2 separate regions of the Pan troglodytes genome follow, and region 2 is linked to region 1. A link is a contact called in public Hi-C data. All regions are on one chromosome and are shown on one strand. The core of a region is the stretch at or near the end of the contact, and the rest is flanking DNA. Distances in the headings are between cores, read along the strand shown.

What was found. Hi-C and Micro-C count contacts between places; a contact is called where the count stands out from the background.
Region 2: a contact with region 1 is called in a Hi-C map of stem cell-derived neural progenitor cells, with 4 times the contacts expected there. The contact joins the promoter of SPRED1 here to the enhancer-like site in region 1. A contact is called at or near these places in 1 of 7 Hi-C or Micro-C datasets (stem cell-derived neural progenitor cells) and 1 of 1 datasets of contacts at active chromatin or transcription factors (stem cell-derived excitatory neurons).

The regions. Positions count from the first base shown.
Region 1 is chr16:30,016,838-30,023,239 of NHGRI_mPanTro3-v2.0_pri, forward strand. LOC107968588 (a long non-coding RNA gene) reads right to left here and starts at 5,904. Exons shown (of 9, transcript XR_010151594.1): 1 at 4,613-5,904; 2 at 4,383-4,522. Within about 2 kb of position 2,219, at least 12 of the 24 cell types and tissues checked have an H3K27ac peak or open chromatin away from gene starts, as enhancers often do. A contact at or near this core is called in stem cell-derived neural progenitor cells, where this site is marked.
Region 2 is chr16:30,200,371-30,207,619 of NHGRI_mPanTro3-v2.0_pri, forward strand. SPRED1 (sprouty related EVH1 domain containing 1) reads left to right here and starts at 2,285. Exons shown (of 8, transcript XM_063794713.1): 1 at 2,285-3,049. The coding sequence starts at 3,018.

The DNA.
Region 1 (6,402 bases), core at 969-3,468:
TCCATTACAAGGATGGCTGCCTTTGAAAGTATCTCAATAGGAGTCATATCAAGTCTTCTCATTTCAATGACTAGAAAAATGAATAAACTCTGGCTAGACAACTTATGAAATTATCCATCCCTGCATCATCCATCAGTCAGATGATAAGGTCCCAAGCTACAGTGACTGGATAATATTCATATAAAACTTCAGCCTGGTGGGAGAAAATAAATCAAGTTGTTACACTGTCACTATTTCCTAATAAAGATTTTACAGCCTGAGGCTGTGAAAGAATAGGGGTAATTTTTAATCGTTCCTTAGAATATACATTTCTATGTGTATAAATACACAAGCATATTAAATATATTATTTTCATTAAAATAACTTTCTCATATCAGGTGAATATCTGGAGCTAGGTAAGCAAAGCTAAAATGCAAATGTGGTCCACCATAGTAAGAGAAGCCATTCTACTTATGGGATGACCTTAAATAAAAATTTCCAAGGCGTGGTAGGAAAGCAAGTGCTGATCTTTCCATCTTCTTGCTACGTGAACATTGCTCACTCCCAGTACCACGTTTCAAAGACCAACAGGCAAATATCCAATTCTCCCAATTGTTCATTTTTCTAGAAAAATAGAGATTACAACAGAGACCACCCAACTGCAATCAATTACAATATAGATGATGATGATTGATTGATTAATGATGACTATGATAGCCAGCATTTTGATGACGTATTTTTACACAGGTAGCTATTAATTTTGACTAAAACTACTTTTTATATTCCATTGTCTTCTGCGATGTCATGAAAAGGCCAAGTATAGCACTCCAAGTACTGGTGGACTGGGGATTTTTTAAGAAAGAGAGGAAAAGTACAGAAACAGATGCAAGAACTCTGGGTCAGCCAGATCAGCAATCAGGGGGTGTCTGAGGGTTTCAGTCCTCATCACTCCACCACCATAACTCCCATTCACCCTTTAAAATTCTATTTTGTCTTTACTGTTATTCTTCTAATATCAGCACTATTCTCTATGAATGAATCCTTCTTATCATGCAGCCAAAACTTATATTACTTGGGTACAGAGAACAATCACATCATACCACAAGTCTCCCTGAAGCAAAATAGTTAAAAGCACATTCTTTTTAGTTTAAAATTAAACAGCCTCATCTGACTTTTTTTTTCTTTTCTTTTCTTTTTTTTTTTTTTTGATGGCAGCAAACACTGGATCTGCCTCAAGCCTTCCTTGGCTGCCCTGCAAACTTACACCAGTCCACAGATGTGCTGAAACCTCTGAGAGGCAAGGAACAAGCAGCATGAAAATGGAACTAATGATCCACAGCTTCATCGCTTTGTTTCCAGAAGCAACTGGTGTCCGCTTTCAGAATCTCTGAGACTGGAAATGATGGGAAATAGTAAGGGAAGCTACGTGGTCCAGAAAAAAAATAGTTGTGGACCTGAATGGCTTGCCATTATTACATTTCCCTATTGGGCCAGCATACTGCCTCTTTGCAGTTTGCCAGATTTCGCCTAACCTCATCCACATTTAAAAGTCTATGGAAAAACAGGAGGGCCTTTCAGGGGGAAATTCATTCATGTTTGGATTCAGGCAGATTTAGGAACCTTTAATAGCACTGTAATTACCCTGCAGGGCACACCACAGAGCAGCCAGCAAGCTCTCCCTCAATGGACACAAAATTTCCTCTGGAATTTACAGAGCAGAAACCTTAAACACACATCGCCATAAGAACCAGATTACATAATGTCTCCATCACCCTCCTGACAGCTACAATTATGAGTCAATCCCTGGTTTAAATATGAAACCGGAAGCTCCGTGTTTCCCCTCTGACTATGTGGCAGGCTAAGTTGAGCTCTTCGGGGCTGTCAGTTTGGAGATCTGAGCTGCTCCCACAGTCACTAATTTAGCATGAGACCAAATGACGGGGTAATTAAAAGCAGTGCTGCAGAGACCCGCTCCAGGACCAGATGTTCTCCTTGTTTAATCGTTGCCCACATAAGGAACAGAAATAGCCCCCTCCTTTAATTTTTCCTTTTCTTTATCCTCTCCAGATAATTTCCGGCTTCTGATCTTTCAATCCCACAAAATAAAATAAAAATAAAAGCCCCATTAGGAAAGATGACATGTTATTGCACATATGACTGTAAGTTGTAATGCACTCTTGTAGTCTCCTCTTTGTACTTCTTGAAGCATTCCAACTCATAAGACATTAAGTTGCCCTGGCAACCTCACATGACTAACAGCTCCAGAGAGCCCCACCTAACTGCAAGGGCTCATTTAAGTCAACATGGGCCACCCCAGCACTTAGTAGCCCAGGTCTGAGTAAACAGCCTTGCTTTTTGGCTTTTTAGAACAGGCTGGAGGAGGCGGCCCCTCCCCTTTTATTGCCCCAAACACAGGACAAATAAGTCTCCACCCTAACTTCTCCAGGAACTTGACTAAAAAGGCCAGGGGTCATCTGGCAAATCAAGGCGAGGTCTTCTCTTCACGTTTCTGGCTTCTGGACAAATAAGGCAGAAGAAAAGGGAAGCTGAGCTAATAATGTATACCTTCCAAAAATGGAAAAGCAGTATGCAATATAGCTATCTCAATCTTATCAAATCAGACGAGGCAGCTTTCTTATGTCCCTTGGGATGCAGAGTCTGGTCTCTATCTAAATAGCAGGCTTCCCTGGCATTAAAGCACTAGAGGCCTTGAGGACAGTCTTGGAAATCAGGAGAATAGAGATCCAACTCTAATTCCACCGTTTGTGACAACAGACAAGCCACTTTACCTCTCTGAGGTTATTTCTTAATTGGCAGTACGGAATGACCATCCTTGTTTTTTTCTCTTCTGGGACCTGTCTCTGCAAACTTTATCCTCATCCACAATTCCCAAACATGTGGAGTTCTAGGTTCTTAAGAAAAAAGGTGCTAATGAATTGTATTTCCAGATAAATAGGTATAGTCTTTTTAAAAAAACAAGTAAATCAAAATTTATAAAACATGATCACTTGAGATTTTTGACTTTATGGAGGTAGTCAGACAAGAACCTTTGATCCTTGCTTTCACTAATCCCTTCTGAATCATTGATTATTTGCTAGCGTCAGGTAGATCGACTCAAGTCACTGCCTAGTAATGACCAATCTGAAATGAGGATAAAGGTGCTCTACAAAAGCATATTGTAAATCAGAAAGAAACAGAAATACCCAATGATTTGATGAAAACTCACTAGTTCTGTAAAGGGAGGGAAACCACAACTGTTACTGTTGTACAACTTTTGTTCTATCCTGGAATCACCTCACATGTGAGATTTTTAAGTGGGTTGTATTCACCTGGTTAAACAGACACGAATGGGACAGTCTGAAAAACAGTCTCCACTCTCAGGGTTGATGCCCACATCAAGACAAAAAGCCAAACGGACCCACAGGACAAGAAACAAAGTTGTGGGCAGCCGTGTGTTTCGCATATTGCCCCTGACACAAACAAGGAATCGTGGAGGTCCCATCTTTAAACAGACTTTATATTACCATCTGATCAGTGTGTGTGTGTGTGTGTGTGTGTGTGTGTGGTGTAAGAGTGAGGGAAAAAGACAGGAGCATGCATTTGCTTACCTAGGCATTACTTGAATGGTATTTCCTGCAGACATGTGGAGGTATATTTAAGGTAGCAAGTACTCTACTATCTCATGTTTATCAACTTCCTGATTGGGATGCAAAAGTGTATTGGATTTTCTGAGTGGAAAACATATTCGTGTATTCCAGACCTCAGAGGAAAGCAACCAAATAGAAGTCTAAACCAGGCCCAAAATAACAAGAACCATGGGGACACATTTAGAGCAACGTATAAGAAACAACGATGTCCATCATGCATGGCCATTACTCTTCCCGCCCTGCTTCTCTGGGGTGTTTAAAGAATCAGTGATTGACTAGGCACACTCCTTATGAATATAAAACATGATTCATGTTTGCCAGTATTAACCATCCACTCACTTGGAAAAAATGACTCCTCCACCTGAGTGCTGCACTCTCCTTTGGGGCATTTCAGGAAACACTTGTAGCATGTTTGTGCTCTCAAAAATGTTTTCCTACCCTTTCCTTCAAACTTCTCCTGAACTTCTGCCTCGCCGAGGACCCCAAATACCTACCATGCTCTCCCTATTTCTTACTTAGATTTATAAGGAACAGAAAACAGCCAACAAGTTAGTATCAATCCCTACACTCCTGAATGTACTTGTTCATTCACTCAACATATTTGTTGAGCCCTTATCAGGGCCAGGGACTGCTCTGGGCACAGGAGATACAGAATAAAAGACAGGTTTGGCTGGGTGCAGTGGCTCCCTTCTGTAATCGGAGCCCTTCAGGAGGCCACGGTGGGGCAGGAGGATAGCTTGAGGCCAGGAATTCTACCTTACTGTAGGCTGCGATTGCACGATTGCACGCTGCACTCTAGCCTGGGAGAGCAGACAGGACTTTGTCTTGGTGGTGGTGGTGGTGGTGGTGGTGTTGTTGTTGTTGTTTAAAGGTTCATGTTCTCAAGGAGGCATACACTAGTGGAAAGAGACATTAGACAATTAGCCCTAGTAAAAAGTGACACAAAGTCAACCAAATAGAGGTCCCAATAGGATCTTTTTGTTTACCGGAGTTCCAGACCCACATATCTTCCACCTGTGCAGGTAGATAAAGTGTCCACCTCCAACTTAGAAAGAATTCCACAAGCACCCAGAACTTCATCACATTCGTTCTCCGGCTTTGTGATACTCATTTTAACACACAAAAAAATACTAAGTTCAGAGAGGCTATGTGGATTTTCTGAGGTCACACAGTTGTCTCAACGGAAAAAGCAGGGAAATGTTATAAAATAATACGAGTATCAAAATAGCTGTCCCATCGTCGTCCTTCAACACTTGCAGGTTACATCATTTTGCAGGTCTGGCTGTGACATCACTTCTGGATATGCGACACGGCCCACCCCACCACTGAGAAAATGGAAAATGCTGAGCAGTAACCTCAGAAACAACTTCCTCCTGCAAACGCAATTTCTTTTCCGCCTAAACCTTTACAGCAGGGAAGGTGGGTGTAAGGCGCACCAAAGAGCCTTTCAAAGTAGGAACCCCGGCCTGCAGGTCAGCCTGGATCGTGTCCAAACTGGGTTCCACCCCTGGTGAAAACCAATCTGTTTATGGGTACGCTTTTCTGATGTTACAGAACGTCTGCGAGGGAGGGAGCTCAAGTTCCCGCCTGGTCTCTAAGTAACCCGGCCCACAAAGGTGCATACACACGTCCGAGACAGAAAAAAGCTTGCCGGTCGTTCCCTCCTCCCAGGCCTGCAATGAAATGCGCTTTAATTGCATCAAAGGGTTCTTCTCAATGGGGTTTCAGAGGCGCGAGAGCGGCGTTCCCAGCGAGGGTTCCTTTCCGGCTGGCCAGCATTCCTCAGCCCCGCGCGGGGAAGGGGATGGGGCTCCTTCGGCAGGGCCTGAGGCTCATTTCCATTCCTCTCGCATACAGCCTCTGTTGTGCGGGCCGGGCCTGCAGAGGGTAGCCGCGGCTGCCTACGAACAAAGCCCCATTCATCCCCAGGGACGCTTCCTCCCCGCCGGCCCGCGGCCGCAGATGGGCTGGCCTGGGCACGCCATCCTGCAACCCGGGCGCGCGGCCCGGCCTGGCGCGCACAGGGCTCCGATTCAGGACGCCGGGGCTGGCCGGGGCGACCCGGGCTGCTTTTTCAGCAGGCCCCACAATGAGGATCGGCTGAAACTCGCTTTCATTTCTGGGCCGGGGACAGGCAGACACTGAGTCCTTTCAGCCGGGAAATCCTCAGTTTACTCACGGCTTGTTGAGAACGAAGATGTCAATTTCCACTGCCCTCTCCTGGCCTCCCCCACCCTTGCCCCCTCGGGATGGTACGGTCCGAAGTTTCCCAAGTTGTGAGAGGACTTTGTTTCTCCTCTGCGGCCTCTGAAATCCCGACGAAAGGGTCATTTCCTGACTTTTGTGTCTCTTCAATCCAGTGCCTTGAAAGTTCTTACCCTCTTGTTGTGACTGAGTGCATAATTGCAAGGCTGCTCCCTAACTTTTTTCAGAGCTTTTACATTCCTCTAGGTTCAAGTTTGGGACCGTGGCTTCACAACAAAGACCAGTTTTTTCCTCCCCCTCCTCACTCCTGGGAAAAAGGAAAAAAGGAAAAGAAAGAAAGCAAAACGCGTTTGTTCAGCAACCATGTTCACAGATTTCGAGCACACTTCTTCTGGCCCCACACGTTAGACCAACAACAGGTCAATGCCACGGAGAGCTCTAACGCCAAATCAAAGGACTGCAGTCTCACTTTTTCTTAAGTCTCAGGCAGCTGGGGGAGTTGGGGCGGTGTGTGCTTAATTTCTAGTGCACAATCTAAAACAGAAACAGCCTCCAGATCTAGATTCCTAGG
Region 2 (7,249 bases), core at 1,035-3,534, 180 kb after region 1:
GTGTCTAGCAACTGATAATTATTTGTTGAATGCATGAACAAGAATATTGAATGCTTTACATTTAATCCTCAGAGCACCTGCCACTATTTTGCCATGAAGTTTATTACTATCTCTGACAAAACAGTAGTAAGAACTAGGACTTATTCTTACTGTGAATTCTTAATCTGTTCTAAGTAACTCTGTATATTATTATCTCGTTCATCAGCACAACAGCTCTGTAAGTTAAGTACTATTATCCCCATTTTATGCAGGCCCAGAGTTTCAGTAACTTGGATAAGAACACAGATTATAACTGATGGTACTTGACTGAAACTTGAGCAGCCTAACTGGTTAACAGTAGTCCTGGAAGGGGAAGAGGCCAGTATCAACACTCCCATGTATAAGTTCTTGGCAAGAATAAGTTCAAAAAGGCAGGTTTAGAGGTCATGTCTAGCACAGACCATCACCAACATTGCCCCTCTCTTTCTCAAGAGTAAGGACAATGCTGCTGCTGAGGCAGGAATCAAGTTACATAAAGAGACCTCAGAAATCAATGGGATGGTTTTTTGGGTACATTGACCGGTTTAGCGCCTCTGTTCATTCGTCAAACATTTATTAAGCACCTGCTACGTGCAAAACACTGTTAACAGTGCACTACTGTGCACGCTCATTCTCAGAACAACAATCCTGCGATTCCTGGAGAGGGATGGTAGAAGAGGAGTGCTGCCTTGTTAACGAGGTTCTCCCAACTTCTTTTTTCCCTCGGGAATTGTTCTCTTTAATGTGGCACCAGCGGCAACCTTCATTCTTAGGTCGCACAAATCTGAGAAGGAAGAGAAAAACATTGCACGCAGGGCGAGACTTATATCTGGGAAGATGCGTCAGGAGCTTGGGAGCACTTGGGATTCAGTCCCCTAAGGTGGTTCATGTACAGGCTGGTATTCTAAGTGGAGAACAGATAATAGAATTTGCAGAGCCAGGAGCTCTGACTCCTGTGGCTGGGCTGACCTTAGGCTCCAGCCCGCAACCCCAGTAGGTTTCTGTGCAAAAATCTTTTGAGATGAATGCATACATTGTCTTCTAACAATGCATTCGTGACAGCTGTCTATCCAATCGGTCCGCCTCCGTTCAGAGCAGTTCGTGCCACAGAAGCATCTCCTGCGCTATAGTTATGCAACCTCACTCGCAGCGGGAGTTATTTCCTCCGTTCTGGCTGCGCCAGATTCATGTAACACGCCTACCCTGGGCTTCAATGGAAGTCGTTCTCCATTAACAATCACTCCAGCTTTCCGAGATGAATGCCCTGATAGCATACCCCTTGCGCAGTAAGAATCCAGGCAGCGAGGCGAGGTGTTAAAACACACATACATTCTCATATTCTCTCTCTCTCTCTCTCTCACACACACACACACACACACACACATACACTTCGTGCATGCAGCTAGGGGACTGCAGCAGTGCAACCAGGGGGACAGCAGGAGGAGCTCTCTTTGCAGTCCCTGCTTCTAACCCCCACTAACTAAAAATGAACTCATGCCAGTTCCATTCTTTGCTCTGCAAGGAAAACACACACACACACACACACACACACACACGGCAGAAGAGAGTAGCCTCCAGATTTCCCCTCTGAGCACACTGTCTTTCTAGCCTCTTCGTTCAAGCAACCCGGATATTCCAAGCAGAGTAACGGGGAGTAACGCGCCACAACAATGCAACCTCCCTAGCAGCTCCCCTCGCAGCTCCCACCCCCGCCCCCTTTCGCGGCGTGCCAAGAGTTTGGAGCGCGCGCACGCACACCGAGCACGGTGCAGGGAGGATATCCCTCCGCCTCCCTCCCCCCTTTCTCCGCTAAGTGGCTCGACAACGATTTGGGAAATGAAGGGAGGAGGGAACTACTTTCCTGAAACTTGCTATGCTGCACATGACTTCGAGTTGCAGTGATTCGCCCGGAGGCCGCGGCTTTTAGTCCTACCCACGCACCCTCACAGCCTGGGCATCCCGCTCGGCAGCCCCACCCCGCGCCCGCTCTGGCCTCCGGGGAAAGCGGGCGGCCGGGAGAAGTCGCGAGGGACTACTTCGCCTCCTTCTCTCGCGGGCGCCCCCGGTTCGGGCAGCGGCGGCGGCGGCGGAAGGAGCGGGCGGCGTGAGCGCTTCCGCCGCCCCCCTCGCGGCTCCCCTCTCTCGGGCGTGAGGAGCTGGCCCGCTGAGCTGCTGGTGGGCACTGGCTGGCGGGGAACCTGCGGCTGCTCTTGTCCTCTCCCGCCGCTTCTCGGGATCCTGCCCCCCGGACCCGGGCCCGCCCGCTCTTCTCCGGTCGGGTGGGAACGATCGGTTTGCCTGCCCCTCGCCTCACACGCTCCCCGCCGCCCCCTCCACCCCCCTGAGGAGGAGTCCCGGCTGGAGCGTGTCTGGAGGAATCCGCCGCCGCGGGGCCCCTAGCCCTGCTCTGCCCGCGCCTGAGGACCGACCCAGACGCCGCCGGGGGTTGAGGGGCAGCCGGCGGCGAGGCGGGAGATGGTGGGGTGGGCTCCGGCAGGACCGCGCCGCCGCTGCCCGGAGCCTGGGCTCGGCACCCCCCCGCCGGCCCCCACCGAGCGGAGCTCTGCTTCCTCCTCGCCGCATCCCTGAGGGAAGCGCCGCCTCTGCTCCCGGGTTCTCCGCCCGCCGACTCCTTCCTGGCCGGACCCCGCTGCGCTCCACCCCAGTGGCTGGAGGAGCAGCTCTCCAGTCAGCCTTTGCAGCCCCTCTCTTTTTCCCTTTCCACCGGGCCTCCTCGGATCCCTTGGCTGGGCACTGAGGCGGGGGAAGAGGCTGGGGTCGCCACGGCGGAGGTTGCTGCCGCCACCCCCCTGCGGGGGTGGCCGGGGTTCCCGGCTGGGGGGGTACCGTTCTGGGTGAGGCATCCACCATGGTGAGGCCCCTGTGCCGCTGCCCCCGCGCCCCCCCGGCCGCCGCTGCCTCCTGCCCCTCGGTGCTGCTGTTGCTCCCCCGCCTGCTGTTGCTCCTCCATCTCCAGATCGGATCACGGTGAGGGAAAGATGAGCGAGGAGACGGCGACTTCTGACAACGAGTAAGCGCCTCATTGATCTCGATTGCTAATCCCCCTCCCCCTATCCGCCCTCGGCTCTCCCCCAGACCCATCCGAAACTTGGGTGCCGGAAAGCTTGCGACCCTGGAGAGTTCAGTGCATCTTCTGGAGATAGCTGATTTCTTTAGCCATTTTTAGTGGCAGCACCCCTCCCCATCCTCCCACATTGAGTTGCTTTCTTTTGGGGTAGGGGATTAAGTGTTGGGAGAGGATGGCAATTGTACGTCTATGAGAGGGAATAATGTGGATGGATGGAAGTGGAGTAGAAACTACCCCTTTGCCTGTTAGACCCCTGTCCCGTCCTTTTTCACTCACATACCAGTCACCATACCTTCAGTATCCATCCTACTTCCTTTATAGCTGTTTCACTTGGAAACTAATGTGTGGGAGCACCTCCTGCAGCAAACTGCTCTTGAATCTTAATTCGATGAGTCAGTGACTCTTAAATACCGATTAAGCCTTCACCCTCTCCCCCCTCCCCCTTTTAAACTTATGACCTGTAAGATTCTTGTAAAAAATAGGGTTAGGGAAACATTTTTAGAATTTAATAGGATTAAGGACACCTGGAGTGTGGGCGATGTTGAGCTAGAGTTTACCTTTGTGAATATTGGACGTGTCTTCAGGAACGGAGAAGAATTTTGAATGCTAATTTTTACCTTTCAGCTATGTGAAAACACATGATTTGCGTTGATGTAACCGAATTTACATTGCTGAATATGTTGGTGATTTCATTAACTTTTAGAGCATTCCGGTTTAAGTTTTAGCTTATTTGGGCTTTCTCCTTGCTTTCCAAACGAAGTACTTCGTCTTTTAAATGTTTTGCTTTAACGTGACAGCTGCGTGGAGAAATAATGGTTGGCAACACTTTTCTATTGAGAAGGGATTTAATTCCAAGCAGAATATTAGCATCCGTTTTCTTGTAATTAAGTTCAACTTTTGTTTATCTTCGGAGGGTTGGAAAGAGTTAAGTGAGTTAGGACTTAGTCATTTGGATGCATTCCTTTAAATACAGTGCATTACTAAAGTCAGACCTTTTGGAAATAACTTTATAAAGTCTATACCGAGTCCTGTTTAACGTAAAATAGCTAGAGAAAGGCCAAACAACATTTCCTCCTCCCTTACTCCCTCCCCACCCCAAAACACACGCTTCTGCTGAGCGGGTGTAGAAGGAGGTACATTGCTGCAGTGTCAGTGCAGTGTAGAAGCAGAAGTGGCAGCCATGTTCTGTCTCTTTTTGTGAATCGCCCTCATTTGCATAGCACACTCTTCATTCATAAAAAAAATAATTAAACATCCATCACCTTGGACATCTTGAAAGGATTTCCCAAGAAAAAAAATTCGCGGCTTATTTGTCTGTGTGTAGATTTTTGAGTTCAGAAGGTAAGAAGAATGTGAAATTTTAGGTTAAATTTAAAAACATACGCACACACAAACAACTACCCCTGTTCTGAGAATGTTGACACAGTTATGTGGGAAATATCAGTTCGGGGAGGTGCTGGGATCACGTGATCGCCTCCATTCATAAAATACCTGGCTGTCCATTCACAGTGCAGTACAGTGTCTCCCTGCCTTCTGCAGATTAGACCTACTTTGAGGGAGATCAAGAAGTCTATCTCAGATAATGGTTATTTAGGAGAAGAACTGCTAAAAATGCTGAACCGAATGACGGTAACTTTTATTGGTATCTTTCAAACAGTTTGGATTAAAAATGTTAAGTTTTCTTTTAGAGATGGGAAAAGACTTCTTACCAGTTTAATTTTTTTCTTAAAGCAGTGAATATCTCCTTGTTTCCTTCTGGTTGCAGCTAATAAAAAAAGCAGATGATGGAATGTGAATTAACAGAAGTAAAATATATTTTTTCTAAATGGCCATTTTTTAAATACTTGCCATAAATAAATTGAGACAACAGGTTTTTTTGTATAGTGATAGTGCGTTCCACTGCTATTACAGTAAACTGAGAAAATACTCCCAGTGATTTAATCCCCAAGATGTTGATATTTGAAACACCGATGGCAATCTTCAGTGAGAGGATTGCTTTAAATATTTTTTTTTTCATCTAAATGTACTTAGTATGGGACAACTTGGAAATTATCTCACTCACCCAGACTTTTAAAATCGTTTTTTCACAAATTTATCCTGCTTTATTAATAAATTATTCCCTAGGAGCTTTGTAATACTTTTTAAGTTTGGGCAGGGCGATAATAATATTTAGCATAATATTTTGGTAAACTCTTCATGGGAACAAAATCTTGGGGGTTTTACTTTAAAAAACTCTATTATATTAGAAAATAATGTGTTCATCTGATAATCAGTTTTACTAGAGCCAGCATTGTTTGCTTGTGCATTAGATAAACCACAGAGTGAACTTATTTGGAATGTAGCTTTTAATATAGTAATTTATGTCTCATCTTTAATAGGTGAACCGTTTTGAAATGGAAATTTATTATTTATAGTCATATATTATGAAGAAAGATACGTATCATGGCAGAAACCATTAAGGCCTTAGCACAGTTTAAAACTGCCCCGTAACATGGATTTTATTTGGGCCTTACATTTTTTTCCCTTTTCTCTTTTTTAAAGCCATTGCTCATAGGGATTTAATTACAGTAGGGACTATTTTTAACATTCTTTAGTTTCTTTTTCACCTGATTTCAACCTTCAAGAAAAGTGAAAATCACCAGTTTCCTGGGAAACCATTAACCCTTTCTAGATAGCCATTGTGGTAAAATCCAGTAGGGCCTCATTCTGAAATCCTCGAGTACATGCTCTATTATTTGAAATTAAAGTTTTATGTAGAGAAATGGATAACTCCTAGGCTGACTGTGAGAATATATTTAATCAAGAATCAGTGGGGGATCTGTTATGTGTAGGGCTTTGCTTTAATGCCAAACCAAGTAAGGAAGAAATAAATTAGAATAAAGCATTTCTTAGATTGTTTCACATTTATGTTTAAAAATCTTACTTTTCAAAAATAGTAAACGTACTCTAGAGCAAAAGAATTTGTGTTATAAATAGTAGAGGAAATAGCCACATACATGTTTGTTTTGTAGGTAATTTGCAGAGACTGTTTAATACTCCAGTCAAATGTTTCCGATAGATATAACTGTACCATATTTTACATTATTGAATTAGCCTTCTAAATAGAGTTTTAAACATTTAAAGGCATATTATATAATACTTAAGAGTCTTTGTCCTTTGGTATTGAGTGTATATAGCACTGCATGTCCTTTTGTCAATTTGGCCAAAACATTTGGAGAAGTGAAGTAGCTGAAATAATAAGCATTTGGCTTATTAGGTTCACGTTAGCCAGAAACACTTCCTGTGTCAGTATTAGGCTTTCTAATAGCAAGTTGGGATTATATTAGATTTTGGAATTAGGTTAACTAGAATTAGACCATGTATGATAAACGTACTATGTTGTAATCTGAGTTTGAACCGTTTTTCCGTAAATAGAAAGCAAATTTTTATGGTTATATCATTTAGTGCCTCATAAAAAATATACCCAGTGGTGAGTTATTTTTGATAAGTGTAAATAAACATATGTTCACCCCATACATTTTACGTATGTATATGTATGTACACACACACATATATATATATATATAAAATTGGAAAGCATTCTAGAAATAAATGGAAGCACTGGAAAGCTGTGTAATATTAAGCCATCTAATGTTTGTTTATATAGATGTGGTGTATACATAATATAAAAATTTGTTTATTATTCAGTTGGCCTATGTAAAAATCAGCTAAATGACTGCATACTTGCTTCAACTTAATTTCCCTCTGCTTTCTCACTTAAAACTTTATGATCCTGAATTATATATTTTAAACACATTATGATACCATACCTAGAATTCCTCTCCTTACAAACTTTTGTAAATTCGTCATTTTTCCCCAAAAGACCTTCTCTCTTCCCCTCTTTCAACACTCTGTCCCTCTGTGTTGCCTCTGTACTTCGTACATATATTAGTTTTAAAATCATATAATATTGTGATTATTTACTTATTTCTATGACCACTATTCTGTAATTCCCTACTTTGGTTTGTATGCCTAGCACAGTGCTTGATGGCAAATGCTCTACAAATGTGGTTGAATTAATGGAGCCTCATAGCCTCATTACCTCATTTTTTTTGTTTTCTCTGAATTTATGCATTTGAGATCATTAGCTGTATTAGAAAAAAA